2 separate regions of the Zea mays genome follow, and region 2 is linked to region 1. A link is a contact called in public Hi-C data. All regions are on one chromosome and are shown on one strand. Each heading gives the region's core, a stretch centred on a gene start, on an enhancer-like site or on the middle of the called end of the contact. The rest is flanking DNA. Distances are from core to core; before and after follow the strand shown.

Evidence for each region. Hi-C and Micro-C count contacts between places; a contact is called where the count stands out from the background.
Region 2: a Hi-C map of leaf shows a contact between it and region 1, with 7 times the contacts expected there. The contact joins the promoter of LOC100382994 here to the promoter of LOC542502 in region 1. A contact is called at or near these places in 2 of 25 Hi-C or Micro-C datasets (both in leaf).

Annotation. Positions count from the first base shown.
Region 1 is chr9:149,945,330-149,947,983 of Zm-B73-REFERENCE-NAM-5.0, forward strand. LOC542502 (translocon at outer membrane of chloroplast34) reads left to right here and starts at 1,308. Exons shown (of 8, transcript NM_001112052.2): 1 at 1,308-1,505; 2 at 1,605-1,720; 3 at 2,258-2,365; 4 at 2,455-2,579. The coding sequence starts at 1,622.
Region 2 is chr9:150,087,553-150,090,206 of Zm-B73-REFERENCE-NAM-5.0, forward strand. It overlaps LOC100382994, which reads left to right and starts at 1,322. Exons shown (of 4, transcript NM_001175677.2): 1 at 1,322-1,661; 2 at 1,813-1,913; 3 at 1,994-2,202. The coding sequence starts at 1,454.

The DNA of each region.
Region 1 (2,654 bases), core at 58-2,557:
AATTTCTTTGTGGCATTCTGTTGCATTGTCCTTGACAATGATCTCATGCTCTATTATATATGCCCAATGCACACACTATTTACTCTTATGGTATATGGATCACTTGGTCTGTTTAACAAATGCAATGAGGTACCATCAATCATGGCTATTAAGATCGTGTGCCTGGCCATGGCTGCGGGACCATCGGACGGCGTCGGCGCTGTGCTCAACGTGTTGGCCAGCATGCAGCAGCATAACCACCGCGTGTTGTTCGATGTCGCCAATGGCCGCATCGGTTTCTCGCGCGAGCTCTGCACGGCCTGAAATCAGTGGAGCCAGCCTATGGATGGAGTATTGTGTGTACTACTCCAGTATAAGTGTTTCAGATTCCTGTGGCGTCGTGAGTTCAAGCATGGATGTCTCGTTCGTTGCTGTCAGCGCTTGGAGAGTGGATTTACTGAGTTGTTGGGTTCTGCTGACTAAAATTTGTGTCACGTCGGGTGTTTAAATATTAATTAGATTAATTAAAAAACCATTACACAACAAAAAACTAAACAACTAGAGTGCGAGACAAATTTATAAAGCATCCCCTCAGGTGGGATTTCGGTGCCAAAGATCATATCGACGGTGGAGGGGGCCCTCGGCCTCGGCGACCATGGCCGGGCGGTGAAGGACTCCTAGCTCACGCTTCTTCCAACTCATCCTGACAGTTGATGCTTCCTTCTCTTCATCACAATCTTAGGTTGGTCTTCGAGATTCTGAATGTTCTAGATTGTAGGTTTTAGGCAACGTTCTCCAGTTTTCATCAGTCATAGGAAAATATATTTTGGTATCTAGCAAACTTGTGCTGTATAAATTCTTTCATGCGATTTCTGCGAGTTTTAGTATCGACTGACATAGCATTGTTTCGATAGGTAAATAGACTAAGTTTACATTTATACTCACAACAATAGATGATGTTTAATCACAGATTTTGCCGTCACTATTGTACTCACGCCGCCCGTCGCCAGAGCCCTAATTTGAAGGGTCGCAATTTGTGTTCCGTGACATCGCACGGGCACGTTCCTAGTAATATATAGGTAAACAAGCATGACCTAAATCTAGGTTTATGGACCATTTTTAGGAACTACTACTCCTATTCTTTTTTACTTATCTTTTACTTATCGTGTTTTAGTTTAAAAATATACTATCAAATGACAAATATTAGAGAACGGAATTAGTAATAATGCTGCCCGTTAGCCCACAGTGAGCACTTCTTGTAGCAACCAAGCCCATGCCCATACGTAGGCTATCGTTTAGCACGGTACAGCCCACAGAGAAAATAAAATGAAAAGGGGGGAAAAGAAAAAAAGAAAAAGTTCCCGTCTTCGGTCTTCCCAAACCCCCAACATCCATGATCCATCTCATCGACACCCCCTCCGCTCTCCTTATCCCTTCCATTCGCCCAAACCCCCGCCGCCGTGACCCCTGCCAGCCCGCGGCCTTCCCCTCGTTCTAGGCTTCAACTGCCGGCCTCGTGTCTTCTGGTAAGCATCTACGCCTCACCTACGGCGCGCACACTCTGCTCCGTCCTGGCAAAATTGGTTTCTGTTTCTGATTTTGTGGAAAGCGCGTCCCTGTGGCAGGGCAAGTGAAGAGAGAGATGGCGTCGCCAATACCGCGCGAGTGGGTCGGGCTGCAGCAGTTTCCTCCGGCCACCCAGACCGAGCTGCACGAGCTCCTCGGCAAGCTCAAGGAGGAGGTACCCCACTACGCATCTATGCAACGTTCTAATGCGCGATTCAGTTACCGCCGGTTTAAAATATATATCATTCGAAAATGTGCGCTATGGAAAGTCCAATCATTACCATGCATGTAATTATTTTTCTTATCGCATGAAAATGAATGACATCGAACTCAAAAGTACTGAAACTGCAATGCGGTACAATTTGGTAATTCATACGATCGTGGATTCAGAGCAAGTAATGGTCAAAATTGTGAGTTATGGCTCTGCAGGAGCTATCTCTTGTAGAGCTTTGTCACGCACGCTAGGTCTTCAATTAGAGTCGACGACCTAACTGTGCAATATCTATATGTTATCTTGTAAACTGCTACCTCCAGAAAATTGCTTTCAATAAAGAAGGGTCTAAGATGCATTTGGTTTACTATATTGTCCTAGATGGCAAATGAATTGGGCTTGAGGTAGTATATTAGTCAAAGGATAGTCGTGTTTTCTGCTGGTTATGTTCTTTAAAAATTGGTGATCAATGCATGTTCTGTTTGTGTTTGTGGTATGAAGGATGTGAGCACATTGACAATTCTGGTGATGGGGAAAGGCGGAGTGGGGAAGTCATCTACTGTTAACTCCATCGTCGGGGAGAGGATCGCCACTGTCAGCGCTTTCCAGGTTTTTCTTCACCATGTTCTAAGTTTCTGGTTCGGCTTCTGCCAGAGTAACTTATGTGTGGTTCTGTTGTTGGATGTTGTACTGTGCAGTCTGAGGGTCTGAGACCGATGATGTGGTCGCGCACAAGGGCAGGGTTCACCTTGAACATTATCGACACTCCTGGGCTTATTGAAGGTGGATACATTAATGAGCAGGCTGTTGACATCATTAAGAGGTATGCACATTTCAGCATTTCAGCATTTCAGCATATTGAATCATATCCATACTTGCCTGAAAGTGAGGCAATCTG
Region 2 (2,654 bases), core at 72-2,571, 140 kb after region 1:
GGAACGGCACGGCGCCCAGAGTCGCTGGCTGTGCTGCCCCGGCCCCGGGATCAGCGCAGATGGTCCAAAAGCGCGGGAGGGCGGGGAAGAGAACGAACCGTTGTGTGGCGCCGCTGCGCTGTGGCCGGGCCGTCCTCTCCTCCACGGCCTGGCGGCCGTTACATTGGCGGCGTGTGGCTCGTCGCTGTCCCCAGGCCCAGACACCGCATTCACGCCGCTGACCGGCCATTACCAACGCCATGTCCCCTTTGTTGTTTTTTTTTACCATCCATGGACCACGGTGAAAAAAAGGATAGGCAGGCAGGCATTGGAAGGACGAAGGACGGGAGGAGGAAAGAGTGAGAAGGTGTCTCGCCCGCCCGTTCGTTCCGTTGCCTCAACGGCCGGCTCTCGGCAATCAATCCCGCATTGAAGCGCGGGCGTTACCCAACGCAGGAGCGCTGTGGCGGTTGGTTGCCTGTTGTTCGCCACGAGCCATCATCATCATCACCGCTTCTTCCCACGCATCGCATGGCGTCCCGGTCACTCAATAGCATCCAACTGAATCCGCACAGGCTGAGGCTGCACACGCACCTACCTTATCAGTTGCGTACGTATGCTGGCGCTGTGGCCATGGCCATGGAGACATGGACCGGGCCAGGTCTGTACAGTTGTTACTGCGCGCGCGCGAGAGAGAGACGCAGACGCTGCATGCGTGGATAAAGAAGAAGACCTCGCTCGCTCCCGAATGCCAAAGCGCATGTACTGTGCTGTCACTGTTTGATGCAAGGGAATGGAACTTTTTTTTTTCAAGACAATAATAATTAAAAAAAAGTTCCAGTCTATACCATCCGAGAATGGCACACCAAGCGAAGCGCCCCGAATCGGGTAACCTGATGGCGCTAGAATAGATATCCTGGCATGGCAACCAAGCAGTTTTTCTTCAGTGGAGTGGAGAAGGCGTGAGAGAGAGCCCGAAGATGTGAACCGGTGGAGCGAGACGTTGGAGCAGTGCAGTTGGGTACATACTGTACAGCAGAACTCAGATGTGCTTTGTACTGTACGAGAAGAAAGAAAAAAAAACATACAGCATTTCTCTGATGCGCGGCGCAGCGCATACTGGTACTGGGCGTCTGGGGCTGTGCCTGTGTGGACAGTGGGGCTAGGAAGAGACCTCTGCGCTGCGGCTGCGCACCCGCCGTACGTGCACACTAGTACTACAACGCTACACTGCCAGCGCAAGTTGCGCGGCTCCCAATAAAGAGCTATACAGCTGCTCATACATGTCCTCCTCGCCCCAAGCTCCGATTCACACCCTGCGCATGAAAGGCTGCACTCCTTTCTAGCCCATTTAAAGCTAGCTAGCTAGGGACACACACAGAGCGAGCGGAGAACAGGGAGCGCGTGGCTCAGTGCGAGCGCGCGGAGGCAGGCGGAGCAGAGCAAGCAGCGGGGAGCAGTTCTGCGCAGCCCGATGGTTTGCTCCTTCGTATTGGCGGCGGCGGCGGCGGCGACATTGGCGTGTCTGTCCGCTGCGGCCGCCGCCACGGGCGACCTCCTCCCCTCGTCGTCGGAGACGCCCCTCTCCTTCGGGGACGGCTACACGCAGCTGTTCGGCGACTCCAACCTCGCGCTCCACGGCGGGGGCAAGAGGGTGCACATCTCCCTCGACGAGCGGACAGGTGGGTCGGCTCGGCTCGGCTCGGCGGCTTCATGCTCGTTCCCCGCCCGATCGACGCCCAGTCAATGCCAACTCGTGCTCCGTGTTTCCTGCTCTCTGTTCGCGAACCTCATCGTCGCTTGCTCTGCTCTGCTCTGCTCCGCTGTGTGCAGGCGCCGGGTTCGCGTCGCAGGCCGCGTACCTCCACGGGCACTTCAGCGCCCGCGTCAAGCTGCCCGCCGACCACACCGCCGGCGTCGTCGTCGCCTTCTACGTACGTGACCAACCAACCAACCCAACCACCAATGCTGCGTTTTTTTTGTTTTATGACGAACCCCAACAAAAAAAACGCAGATGTCCAACGGGGACGTGTACGAGCGGACGCACGACGAGCTTGACTTCGAGTTCCTCGGGAACGTGCGCGGCAAGGAGTGGCGCGTGCAGACCAACGTGTACGGCAACGGCAGCACGGCGGCCGGCCGGGAGGAGCGCTACGGCCTCTGGTTCGACCCCACGGAGGACTTCCACCGCTACGCCATCCACTGGACCCGCGACAGGATCATGTAAGATGAACCGACCGCCCTCGTCTCCTTACCCTCCTCACCCGTCAATACAGCACTTGACACATGCGGTTTTCTACATACTAGTAGCTTGTAGCAGGGTGTACGGCTGCAACATATACAGTTTTATATCCCTCCGTACAATGTACTAGTCGTCTTAGGCCCTTATTTTCTTGTCCATATTACATATTGATAACAATGAACCTAGACAAAACACATACATCAAATATTGTATGGATTTATTAACTTTAGGGCCCCTGTTTGTCCAGATTATATACAAATACATATATGTTACAAATAAATCGCTATTCTTGTTCCTTTATTTGCGTCTCTTTAATTTTCTGGCAATCATCTCTTCGAGATCGCGCAACAGTCTGTCTGATGACGAATACTGACGCGGGAAGGACGGAAGGTGTTGTACACCTGTTGTCTGTTGAGTTGCTTAATTTTAGGCT